2 separate regions of the Arachis hypogaea genome follow, and region 1 is linked to region 2. Evidence: chromatin contacts called from public Hi-C data. All regions are on one chromosome and are shown on one strand. Each heading gives the region's core, a stretch centred on a gene start, on an enhancer-like site or on the middle of the called end of the contact. The rest is flanking DNA. Distances are from core to core; before and after follow the strand shown. Region 1 overlaps LOC112738421 (vacuolar protein sorting-associated protein 54, chloroplastic). Region 2 holds the start of LOC112738419 (probable sugar phosphate/phosphate translocator At3g17430).

What was found. A called contact is a pair of places that touch in the nucleus more often than the background predicts.
Region 1: a Hi-C map of leaf shows a contact between it and region 2, with 5 times the contacts expected there. The contact joins the enhancer-like site here to the promoter of LOC112738419 in region 2. A contact is called at or near these places in 2 of 8 Hi-C or Micro-C datasets (both in leaf).

What each region holds. Positions count from the first base shown.
Region 1 is chr13:57,490,487-57,497,255 of arahy.Tifrunner.gnm2.J5K5, forward strand. It overlaps LOC112738421 (vacuolar protein sorting-associated protein 54, chloroplastic), which reads right to left. Exons shown (of 20, transcript XR_011869747.1): 18 at 6,749-6,769; 19 at 6,407-6,661; 20 at 5,367-5,567. Among protein-coding and RNA genes, the nearest start is that of LOC112738498, 8.2 kb to the left of the region's middle. Within about 2 kb of position 4,230, at least 2 of the 3 cell types and tissues checked have open chromatin away from gene starts, as enhancers often do.
Region 2 is chr13:57,086,958-57,094,273 of arahy.Tifrunner.gnm2.J5K5, forward strand. LOC112738419 (probable sugar phosphate/phosphate translocator At3g17430) reads right to left here and starts at 3,452. Exons shown (of 9, transcript XM_025788869.2): 1 at 2,646-3,452; 2 at 2,426-2,533; 3 at 1,226-1,257; 4 at 1,085-1,135. The coding sequence starts at 2,732.

The sequences.
Region 1 (6,769 bases), core at 2,980-5,479, 400 kb after region 2:
GAATGCATGAGGAAACAAGAATTGGGAATGCATCGATGGGTGCGCAAGCGTACAAGGCGCGCGCGCGCAAAAGTGACTTCGCATAGAGACGCGCACGCGTACATGACGCGTCCGCGTGGATGAAGAAATAGCCAATCGACGCGCACGCGCACATGGCGCGTACGCGCCGATACTCGCACGTGACTCACTTAAAGGCAAAATGTTGGGGGCGATTTCTGAGCTGTCCAGGCCCAATTCCAACTTGTTTCTGATGCTATTTCATGCAGAATTCAAGCTTGGGCAAAGGGGGAGCAATTGTTTGTAACTTATCATCATGTAGGTTAGTTTCTAGAGAGAGAAGCTCCCTCTTCTCTCTAGAATTAGGGTTCTTAGGTTAATCTCTCTTAGATCTAGCTTTGATTTCATGTTTTCATCTTGTTTCTTTTATGAATTCTTGCTTCTAATACTTCATTCCTCTTAGTTCTAGTGTTAATTTTCCTTTTATGCTCTCTTTTATGTTCATGAATGTTCTATATTGGATTTGGTTTACATTTAATGAAATTTGATGTTTTATGTTTCCTTTATTGATGATTTAGTTGTGAATTTACTTTTTTTGCAATTGATAGTTGGTAGATTTATCATTCTTACACTTTTACTATGCTTTCCTTTTGTACCCACCAAGTGTTTGACAAAATGCTTGGTTGGGCTATAGAGTAGACTTTGAGCATTCTTGGCTTAGAAAGAGTAATTAGGTAATCTTGAGTCATGAAAACCCAATTTAGATTGGTAATCTAGAGTTGTTAGTTAATATTGTTTCCATTGACTCTAATCTCTTGCTAATTTAATTAGTGAGTTGATTGGGACATTTGGATTGAGATTAGTTAATCTTGTTTGACTTTCTCTCATGGAAGATAACTTACACCTTCCAATGTTGGAGATGACGAAATAAGATAAATTCTTGTTAATTATTGTTATTAGTGACTAGGATGGAAAGCCTATGATCTCAATCCTTACCATGAATGTCTTCCTTTATTAATTGCTTCTCTTTATTACTTGTCTTCTTTAAATACTTGCTTGATTTACTTTTCTTGTCATCTATTTTTCTTGTCAATTAAAAATCAAACCCCTTGTCCTTCATAGCCAATAATCATTCACTTCATTGCAATTCCTTGTGAGATGACCCAGAGTCTAAATACTTCGGTTAATTCTTATTGGGGTTTGTACTTGTGACAACCAATACTTTTGATGTGAGAATTGTTTGTTGGTGTAGAACTATACTTGCAACGAGAATTCATTCATTTGTAGAAATTCTATACCATCAAAGAATTTTACTCATCAGTCGCATATTGAAAAGTTTCAACCACACACAAATTTGTCTGATCCCAAAAGTCACAGATGCTAAAGATATGTCACAGATGAGACCAATTAGCCTTTCTTCTGTAGTTTATAAAATTATTTCTAAATTCATAGTTCACAGACTTCAAGGAATGATGCATAAGCTTATCCGCCCTTCTCAGAGTGCTTTTATTAAAGACCGACTTATCTCTGATAATATCTTAATTGCCCATAAATGTATGCATTACCTCAAGAACGAAAAACAAGGTCTGGAACATGAGATGGCCCTCAAATTTCATATGAGTAACGCCTACGACAGAGTAGAGTGGAACTTTTTGTGGTTTATGTTGGAGAAAATAGGATTCAATCCCCTTTGGATTATTTGGATTCGTGAACTAGTGACGATTGTTTATTATTCTGTGATTATGGAAGGACAACCCTATGGTTTTTCAAACCACAAAGAGGTCTCCGCCAAGGAGATCCTCTTTCTCCCTATCTTTTCTTATTTTGTACAAAAGGTCTCTCTTTATTGCTACACAAAGCAGATCAAAACAGTCTCATTGAGGGCATTCAGATTAACAGGCATTATCCTAAGGTCAATCATCTTCTATTTGCAGACGTCTCTATTTTTTTTGTAAGGCTATTTCAACTATTTGTAGAAATATCCTTGATTTATTAACTACGTACGAGTGCTTCAACGGTCTGAAAGTTAATCTTGGCAAGTCTGCAATTTTTTTCAGTCATAACACACCTCCTGACTCTCGTGCTCGTCTGTCTGCCTCCTTAAACATTTCCCACATAGGAGCTTAAGATAAATATCTGGGGCTGCCATCTGTTGTTAATAGATCAAAAAGAGCCACTTTTTACATGGTTAAGGAGAAGGTACAGAAAAAAATTCAAGGTTGAAAGCGTAATCTATTGTCTGCTGGGGAAAGATTAGTTTTATTAAAGGCAATTGGGGAGGCCATCCCAATTTACACTCTCTCCTGCTTCAGATTACCAGACAGTCTAATCTCCGATATTCACTCTTTACTGACTCAGTTCTAGTGGGGTCAAAAAGGAAATAAGAGGCGACTGGCCTGGATCAGTTGGGACACTATGACCCGCCCAAGAAAGGAAGCAGGTCTTGGTTTTAAAGACCTTAAGGCTCAAAACCTTGCTCTGTTAGGCAAATAATACTGGAGAATAGCAACACATTCTAATTCTCTATTGGCCAGAATTTACAGAGGTAAATATTTCAGAAACAAAAATATTCTAAATGCAGAACCTGGAACACTCCCTTCTTAGGACGGAGAAGTGTTTTGCAACGTAGAAATGTGGTGGAGAAAGGACTTACCTAGAAAATAGGTAACGGTATAAACATTCGTATGTTTGATGACCCATGGCTGTCTCTCCCATATCCATTCACTGTGCCAATAAATGTTCAACACTCGGCTATTGTTGCTCCCAGAGTAAAAGACTTGATTATTGAAGAAAGAATTTAGAATCAGCCGTTAATTACAGAGATCTTTTCAAGTGATATTTCAACTAGAATTCTATCTTTGAAAATTGAAGGTGGAGATGACACACTCCAATGGGCACTGAACAAACAAAAGAAGTATAATATAATTTCAGGCTATAGAGTGGCGTACCTATTCTTATACCCTCCGCTTGAACTCTGTCCAACACATATGCAGCAAAAAGCCCCCTGGATCAACCTTTGGAAGATGAAGCTCCCTCACAAAATCAAACTGTTTATTTGGAAGTGACTCCATGATCGGCTTTCGGTTCTAGCCCAGATTCACTGGAAATTTTCTGCAACACCGGCACTGTGTCCCCGTTGCCAAAAAGAGGACGAAACAATCCCTCACTATCTTATGCAATATCCAGCTATAAGAGATGCTAGGTCCAATAGTTCTCTGAGTTTATGCCTCCCCACCCATCCAATTACTGAATTTGGTCTTGGTGGAACACCACGACGGAGCAGATTCGTTCAATGGGTGATGACAATCAGAACAAACAACTGCTTGCTATTCTATGTTAGAACAGTTGAAAAGCTAGGAATCTCTTTGTCTTTGAAGGAACCAACACTATCCCAGCTTCTATTCTCAATGTTTCTAGTAAACTCCTTCGAAAGATTCAATGCCTCCATGTAAATTTTCACTGAGTTAGTTCACAAGTTCTATTCTTTGGAAAGAAGTCTACTTTCACTTTTTACAATTTTTTTTTTCTATTTTTTATTGTTAGATTTTTTTCTAAGTGTGGTTTATTTAAAAAATCCCCATCATTCATTGTTTTTATCATGACATGTACTCTATTTCATTTACCAAATGTAATGAAATATATCTTTTATCTTTTGGAAAAAAAAAAAAAAGTAAACCAGTTCCGACGATGTAAGACCCCTATCCAACGCTCTATCTGTGTATTGGATCTGATCGAACTTTATTGTTGAAGCTAGTATCTAGTCTCTGTGTTCAATCTCTATATTCCGAAATTTGTGCAATAACCGACCAGTCCAGTCCCCATAAAGATGCCTCACTTGCAACACCTCCAGACCATATTTTATTACCTTCAAGCCAAAGGCCATATATATAAATTAAATAAGATTTCCAATTTCCTAGTTTTCATAGAGTTAGCAAACCTCTGAATGTTTTTCTTTTCTTTTTTTCCTCCCACATTCTTCATTGATTTACCTTTCAACTTTTGATCCAACCCTGCTGCCTGGGTGCTTCTTAGTTCTTAGCATATATGGGCACTTAGGAACAAGGTGTAGCACCGATTCTTCTTCCTCTTGGCATAAGTAGCATAAGTCGGTGATAATTGTGATACCTCTGTTGAAGTTTCTACAAAACCACCATGCAAAAAATCTGAACTTTGGGTTGAACCTTAAAGCCCATTATTCCTCAACACATTTACGTCTTTCAGATTATTGAACCTATGATACCAAGCTTACGTCTGCTCTATATTCCGACAAATGGTTATCATATGCTCCATCTTGTCTGTCATGGAGATTATTTATTTCTCATAGATATTTGCAACATAGCCTCGAGATCTTCGTTATTAAAGATTAACGAATAAGCTCAACATTCGATCGTCTAGCTAGTGCCTTCCTCTGAGACCTCGCTCACTTCAGACGTGTTAATATTTTCTAGTTTCTCCGTGGTCGGCCTGAAATCTTCCGTAGAAGGAATCCAAGGGTCCTGCCAAATGTTAGTTGTTATCCCATCTTCAATTAGCCACAGAATCCCTTTGTTTCATCAATAGCTCTTTTCCGAACATATTACCATTCTTGGATTTCTCTCTTTTCTCCCTGTTGCTGTTGTAGGATAGCAGCCTCCCTTTCTATCCTTGAATCCTTTGCCATAGTTTGTCTCCCGAATTCTGAAAAGCCTGGTATTCAGATCTGCAAATAACTGCTGGTAGTCCTACATATCTATCGGATACAGATTCAGTGCGAAATCCAATTCGCCTTTGATAAATAATCTAATAACACAATTCTATATAGAAAATAGAACAATTTATTAATGTGTAGAAATTATGATATTGGCACTATGTTTAATTATTCGACTTTCATCCCATAAGGAAACGATCAGCTACTTTTTAAGTGTAGCTTTTCTCTTTCAACTTGCACACAGATTATTAGTTTTAAAGAAAGATAACAAGCTCAAATAATATGAAAGGCTAAAGGAAGGGGGGAAATACCTAAGGTTAGTTCCCACTATTTTAAATAATATAAAACAAATTAAAAACGAAAACCTCTTTACATTAGAGTTCATAAAACGTAAGCTCTTACAAAGTTCGAAGCACCAAATTGGTTAAATTAAAGAAAATGTATGACCACCTGTCCCCTAACTTCCTGCTAATGGCTTCCGTTCATAACTCTTAATATGCAGTCTGATATTCCGTGAGTTTTCTTGCTTGAATAAGCATCAGGAAATCTTTATATCAGTTTTCATTTAGGAACCTCGAAATATGCACTAATGCAATTTTAACAAAACACGAATTGGTATGTGACTACAGATTTGTCGAATTGTATACATATTGATGGATGTATTGTATATTCGCGAATGAAATGAAAAAAAGGTGAAGGGGACGATTCATTCACTAAATCAAATGTCTATTTTCAACATAACATTACAATTATAGAGACAAACCAATAATTGAATATCAACAGTGACTGCTACAAAACTTCTGCTTTAAGCAACCAATCACGGCTGCACAATGCTCAGAAATAATATATTAATTTGTATATCTACGACGGACCAACCGAAGGCCTGAAATAAAACACCATAAAAACAACTATTGGAATGCTTGTCACAATTCTCAGACAATAATATAATCGAGTAGAGCGATTCATCTACCATTGGATTGTCATACTTATGAAAAACCAATTTACTTTCTGCTTCCTATGGTATCATGTCTCTTATCGACAGCAAAAAACAAAAGCAGAGAAAAAAAAAGAGGAATACAGTAAAAAAAGGGGAGTTTAAACGATTTTTGTTATTATTATATCCCTGTCTAACCTAAATCTCTTATTTATTAATTTTTTAAGGGGAATAGTAAAAAACGTTAGATACCAGTCAACCAAACCAGCTGCAAGGGGTTATACAGTTGGTCACCATGATTTTTTGTTTCATTTCAATGTGTAATTTTTCAAGCAGTTATAATTTGTTAAAAAAAAAAATAGGTGACCATCCGCCTTTTAACCATCGTATGGCCAACAACCCCATCTTTACTCTCCCTCCAACAACCCCATCTTTACTCTCCCTCCAGACCCTCCTTCACAAAAAAGAAAGAGCATATTTTGTTAGTTGGTATTCATGTGTGTGTTTCTCTCTTCTATTTATTTATTTATTTATTTTATGTTGATTACATATTGGTTACAAAACCGTTAGTCATGTAGTTCTCGTCAAAAAGAGCATTTAATGAAATTAGGCAAATATCTCTTGCAACAAATACCACACAGTATCATGGCAAGAAAAGCATAGCTATTTCATCTCTATGTACAATTCAATCCCATACATGGACTGGCGCCAATCCAACATTAAATGATGAAAGATGATAAAGGATTCATTTGCATATAAAACTAAACAAAATCTAGTGATGGTATTACCTCAACTTAGTGTTACACAAAAATGCAGAGTGAAGAAGGTTAAAATCAACCCCACATCCTCCAAAGTATGTTAGCCTTCCAACATAACCAATTGAGTTGCTACTTTACAATATCTTTTACTGAACAGCATCAGTCCCAAATTTTTGCACCATGAATTCATCCAGCTGCCCCCAATTTGGGTTATCTGATTTACTCAAGTCGCCCGTTGGTAAAGACCGTATACATTGAAGAATATGTTTGATATCTCGTTGGAGCCTGACATGGGGAAATGTTAAGAAACGTAAATTAAATCACCATATTTTTAATGGAATCTTAAAACTGTAGTTCCAAATCATAAGTTACCTATTCTGTGCTTGGGAGGTG
Region 2 (7,316 bases), core at 2,202-4,701:
AACATACTTGGAACATATGTAAATAACAGAAAATGAAAAATTTTCAAATATTGGTGGGAGATAACAGACAGTAAGCTGTAGCCATGAACATGTTACAGTATCTCAAGGCAAGGAATTACAATAGCCCACATGAAGCTAGCCAGCTTTATTTAAGGTTTCTGTCATATCTGATATTGACATTTCATTGCCTGTTGTCTATAGAATGAAAAGTAATGCTAGGTACCAAATGATGGTCATAATTAAACAAAGGGAACGTCTAGGAATTGAAGTTTGTACTTTGTACTGGTTTGAATAGTCAATGCTGGTAGTATCAACTTCAGACTGGAAAAAAATTAAAACGAGCTAGAGAGCGAATATCTCAATTTGAAGGTATCGGAACTATCCTTAAAAGCGATATTGAGATTGCATACACAGATTTTTATAGACCAAGATTAATCTGATAGATACTTCATCCATGTTTATTCAAGCACAAACAGATTGAATGCAACACACTTGACTGAGTAGGCGAGAAACTATTAATGTCATTAATTCCACGAGATATAAGAAACTTCACCACGTCTTTCTAGAACATGCCTGAACAAGTCTAATTTTCCTGAGATCTGAAGCTTTTTGGACAATATGATGTTAACTCCAAAATTTTTGGCTATTTAAAAATGTCTTTGGTCTGCATTGCAAATGCAGAAAATAAAATCTTTAAAAGCATTATTCACAAAGTTGGCAAAGGGAACTGCTACTGATTCGGAAACCTTCAATGCAAACCTGGCAAGGAAGGGACACCATCTATTATCTATTACTTTTTCTAATCTTGAACATAATTTAAAGTGCAAGTTCACATGGTACATGGATTTGCATTTTTCAGTCTGCTACCGATGCCCTATAACCCAAAAAAACTGTCATACTAGGATTGAAAGGCACAACTGAACCTTTTTTTATGTTCACACTATCTAATGCAGAGAAAAGAGAGGGGGGGGGGGGGGGATGAAAGCACATACTCAAGGCTTATGCCCCCCCAATTGTCAAAACAAACTTGATGAACAGAATCCAAATTAGGAAAACTTCAGTTTACCCATATTGCAGTGCTTACCAAAGACTTGATGCAAAGAAGGCACTTATTGGTACCACACATGTTGCATATCTGCAACCGAAAGAAAAGTGATTTAGGAAAAAAAGTATTAACAAAGGACAACTAAATATAAATAAGGATACAAATCAATCAAATGCTTACATTTCAAATGTCATTTTGACAGGTGTCACAACCTGAAATTACAGAATGGAGTACTATAAGTTAACTTACCAATCAAATCAGCAGAAAAAAAAGCAATCAAGCAAGGGAAGTAAAAGAAGAGGCAGGAAAACAGGCATATAGGATAGCTTTTTTCATAAGGTAACACCATAACAGTATAAAATCCTAGTTTAAGTTAAAACATGTTCAATCGTGAATAATATGCACAAGAAAAAGAAAGAAACAAAAAAGAAGAAAATACATGAACTACCAACTAAGTAAAGCATTTTTCGCTGTGATAACTTATGAGAGTCACGCCATGCCGAATACGTTAAACTAATAACACAACACATATACCAACTTGCACTTAATATGTGCACTTTATCTGTAATTCTCCTATGGACCGGATGCATTTCTCGCAATAACTTAAGTCATGTGGAATTCATTTATAGAATTGACAGATCAACCAACATAACCTGTATTTAGTAGCTTATTAGTTTTGCTAACATGAAGAGGAAATCGGTAAGTTTTCTTTTTTAGTGAAGGGTGGATATAAAATATTAATAACAATATAACACATGAAAGGAAGCTAATGTAAAAACGCTAACATTTTATCCTTGATAGTATAAATGTTAACAAAAATGAGTAAGCTCAACTTTAAGAATTGTTATATAGGATTTATTATTTTTTGTTCTTTCTTTTTGATACAATTAATACTTATGTAGTATTTAAACTAGCATCATCTAATAAGAAGTATTGGTAAAGTAGATGCAATGAAGATCACATCCTACAGTCAAGACTCAAGAGCATGGCAATACCAAGAATTCAAACCTACCATGCAATGTTACATCTTTGTTAACAAATCGAACACTTAGTCCTTAACAATGTTGGTTAATTATAGACAATGATAAAGAAAGGAGCGAGTAAAAAGAAAAGTGACCAATCATCTACAATAATTAAAAATCGAACAAGATGAGTGTAACTAAAGGAAGTCCAATTTACAATGATGATCCTCCAAAACACAACTATCACTCTCATCTCATAATTAATAATCACAACTAACAGAAAATCATGACATTCAAAATTCCAAATCTGACGTCATGACAAGAATCGAACCTACAAATCCGTAATTACAACCAAAGCAAAGACACTTATCACATAATGAACATAAATATTTACAGAATTAGAAACATCCATACATACCTTAAAGACTCTAACAAGCAAAAATGCCACTGCCCCAGAAAATCCCATATGAATCATGGTGAGCGTTATAGGAAGAGGAAAGTTAAAGTACTTCGGAGACAGAACCCACTGCAAAGAAAAAGAAAGAACCACAGTAATTAAACAAAAAATGCTTAGTCACAAAGATTAGTTAAATAACACTAGTTAAGCAAAAAGAGAAGAAAAGGGGGTAGCTATCTACCTTGTTGTACAAAATGACCCCAGAAGAAAGCAAAATGTAGATGAACAAGTAGAAGTAAGTGAGGAAAAGCGTTTTGTTAATCACCATCTTCTGTTGACTTTGATTTTTGGGATTCCAAAACAAATTAATGAATAAACCTAAACCCACCAAAATATGAAGAGAAAAGGCAAAAGCTTCTTCTGCTACCTATAACATGTAGCAATGGCGAATTAGCACACGACTTAGAAGCAGATTCGCAGGAAATCAAGAACCTGAAGCTCGCTTAAGTTATCCAGGAGCAGCAAGGTTCGTTTCCTAGCACCGAAAACTTTGCAATGAGAAAAGAAGTGAACACTGCAAAAGGGGGAGAAATAACAAAAGGAAAGAAAGAAAGAGAGGAATGGACAGAAAAGGAGCTAAAAGAAATGCACATAAATTACAAAGTGAAAATTGAAGAAGAGATTGAGTAATGTACAGTGGGGAAGAGTTGAAGAGAAATGGACAGTGTTTTTGCCTAAGCGTTGATCCGATCTGTGGAGAGAGAGAGGGAGAGAGAGAGAAGGGTACCCCCAAAGAAAAGAAGAAATCCGAGGAGGTACCCGCAGGTGTAAGAAAACGACGGTTCCGAATCGAGAGAGAGAGAGAGAGAGAGAGAGAGAGAGAGAGAGTAGTGAGTGGGTGGTTGGCGGTGTTGTCTGAATGGATAATCAATTAAAAGAAATTTAAGAACGGTGCCTGCTTTGTGAATGTGTGTAATGTATTACTATTACTATTACTTGGCAGTTGAAGTCAGGAAGATGATGCTTCTTGCTATGCAAATGCCACATGGCTTTGGATACACTCTAATACTCTTAACACTTTAGGATTGAAATTTGGATTTACTCAACTTCTTAAATTAAAATTAAGTCAATTTAATTTTTAATATAAATTCTACTAGAGAGTTAATAAAATATTTATACAATATATATAATGGGTTATGAGTTAAAAAATGAATATCACTTATACTATCCAGAATAACCATAAACATTTCATGTTATGAAGACATTCATTCCAAAAGTTTAAGCTGATTTTGGAATTCACCAAAGATCAAACTCTCGACTTTTTAGATTTAGAGTTCTGATACCATGTCATGAAACCACTCATCCCAAAAGCTTAAACTGATAGAAAAATATAACACTAATGGTTATATCTCTAATACTGAATCGGACATCCCTAAACCTCCCTTGTAGACATTGTACAGATATTCAATTAGCTCCCTATACTTCCTATTTTAATATTTAGTAAAAGAGTTAAAAATACAAGAAAATACAAAAAAAAATAGATAAAAACTTTGATAAAAAAACATTTTATTATTTAAATATTTTTTACAAATAATTCACATACTCAAATTCTAATTCTCAACCCCTATTTATAATTATCTACTTTTTTAATGAATGGTTATGATTAACCAAAACAATTCAATCAACACATTTTTTTGTCATCAAATATCATCATCCCATACCAAAAGTCATCTCAAACACAATACTTTGTCTCTCTGCTAGGACTTAAAGTTTTTTTATCCTTGTGTCGTTTTGGAGGGAGGCGGCCGCCGCCACCGCTAACTTAGTAAGGTGGTGGTCTCCCTCTCCCTTCTCCTTCTTCTTACTCTATTTCTCTCTTCTTTTCTTCTTTTGGTTTCTTTTAGTTTTCTTAACTCTGTTTCTCTTCGCACCTTCTTTTTCCTCCTTCAATTTTTTCCCTCTTCTTTCATCTATGATCCCTCTTTTCTTTATCTCTATTACTTCTTCCCCACGCCTTTCTGTTTATCTTTTATTTTATTTTAGTTTCTATTTTTTTAATATCCCTATGTGATGTATTTTTTTCCTTTTGTGGTGATTTATTATCCTTCCTTTATGGGTAGTGTGGATACGTTGGTACAGATCTTAGAGTATACACTGAAGTTTACTTGTTGTTCATGGAAATATCTTTAGACTAGAGGAGGATTCGGTTTTAAGCAGAGAAGAAGAACAGATTTTTCAACATGTTACATCACTTTTAGTGTTAATTTAAAAATCATAGAGATTCAGATCTGTCTATGTTTCTACTTGTTAAGATTCTTTGTAATCGAATGTTGGGCTTATTTTTAGTTTATAGTTCAGCATAGAATTCATCTAATCATCTTCTCTAATTTTACATCTAATTTATCTCTGTTATCTGTAAGTGCCGTTTGGCTTTCCTTTGAATGATATGTTTTCTTCTGTAAAAAATGAAGGTTAGGATTAAATCTAATCAACGGTCCAGATTTATCATCTAAAATCTTCACTATAAATATCTATCTTACCACAACTTTCTATGTAACGACCCAATTCCCAGTACGTCATGATCATACTGTAAACCAAGTGTCACCAACTTGTTTACCTAATAGTTAACTAAATATTTATTATTAAGCATGTAATCGTATTAACGCGCGAATCAAATTTTCGTAAACAAACAAAGATAATTTAGTAAGTACAATAAAATAACACAAACATCAGAGATAGAGATAATATACATCATACATACTATTTACATATACATACATATATGGTCATATGGGTTTTAAGTTAGCATACAACCCTTCACATCTGGTTACTATATACATGATCAACACTTTGCGCCCTGGTCTATATAGGAAGTCTCTAAGCTGGCGCCCGAAAACTAGCCTAGTCAACTATATACATCCTACTCTTTCAGTGAGCTAACTAAAAGTGAGAGACTAAACATAAAAGCTAGGCTATCACAAAAACTCCCCAAAAGTCTCATACTCAGCTGTCCAGCATCAACTGTCGTCAAAGGAGGAAATCTCGATCACATCTGATGGAGAAGGAAGAAAGGGGTAAAAACTGGGGGGTTCTTAATAAGGTTGGAGGTAGTTAATTTAGTCAGGACTACCACAGTTCAAGTAATTCACAACGAAATATACAAGTGTCACAAAGAAATATCTATTCACCACAATTCAGAATAACATTAAGGAATGTATAAACACAAGAAGACAATCACAAACAATTTCACAATGTCAAGTAAAATGCAAATGCGCAACAAGGATGATGCATGTCTATTCCTAACGCAGGCCATGAGCTCATGTGTCGGTTGTCTACCCGCTCTCGACATTACCCGGACACAAGTCTCAGATATGGCTTTCCAGATGCATACAGTGTGCTTATAAGTCATACGGCTAGGCCGCATACAGTGTGACTTTCCAAATCAATAAGCGTACATCTAGAAAACAGTTCTCAATGTGTGGGCGTCCCACTTTACATTTGGTACTAAGGCCCAAACAATGTCACATCTGCTCTCCTGTGGCAGTCATTTTATTAATTAATATATTCCTTTAATCTTTGTTCTCTGCTCTCCTATGGCAGAGATTCCTTTAATTATCTTTCTTTCCTTTACTTTTCGTTCTTCCTCTTCTCCTTTGTATCATTCCACGATATAAATTATCTTTGATGAAAATAATTTATTTTAATATAGAGAGTAATTTTGAATAAAAACTCAAAATAGCATTTTTCTTTTAAAATTTAGTTTATAAAACCTTATTTCTAAAACTTTTACTAATTCCTTTCTAAATCACAAACTTTTTAATATTCTATTTCTATCCTCAATATTTTACAAAATTATATCTGAACCCTCACGTATATATATTTTTTTATATTTATAAAAATAATCTTAATTTTAAATAAAATATCCACTTTACTTCTGTTCTTTATTTAGGGTCTAAAATATCCGAAAAACTTGTTATAATTATAAACATAACCTCAATCTTTTTATAAAAATAAAATGACACCCTTAAAAATAAAATTTCCAAATTAATTTCTTGTCCTCCAACGAGACCGAAATCTTATTTTATTTGTTATCAAAATATTAACTTAAAATTTTATCCATTCTCGAGCTGACTAAAACACAACCTCATCAAAATATCAATATATCAACAAAATTCAACATGAAATGCAATTAAATTTCAATAACACTCAATCCAAACATCAGTTCACTTATCAAATGTCATTTAATTGGTGAAAATTTATTAAAAACCCTACTTTCGTACGAAATCGAAATATTCGAAGTTTTGGAGAAGTTTTCTGACCGAGCTGCTGAAGAGAAAAACGTCTGGAATCTTCCGTGCTTCTTAGAACTCCAGTTGGTCAAACTCAAGGGGTAGGAGAGTTACGTTACTGTCGACTTTTATCGGATAAAAATAACGCCAACACATAGAAGAGGAAGATACGAACACTTTTATCGAATTAGATTTTTTATTAGAGTTACAGATCGCAAGAAATCGAAGGCAGAAATTTGATGGGTTACGGTTCTCTCTCTTTTTCTCTCGGTCACCCTTTCCCTTTTGCATGCAATGAGTTTGAAACTGAATGATAAAGTTTTGTTGAGAAATGGATGCTTATGTGTGACCCATTTGATCTTCCGTCATATATATATGTACATGCATGCATAAGCCTTTGCCTTTTTGTTTTTTTCTTTGTTTCCTTAGTGAAACCACTGAAGGAACCTAGAAATTATAATAATGTAATAATAATGATAGTAATGAGAATAGTAATAATAATAATATAGATAATACCAGAATAATAATAATAATAATAATAATAATAATAATAATATATAAAGTTAAATGTATATGAGTTACTAATATAAATGACATTAGTAACTTAGAAATAAAAAATATTT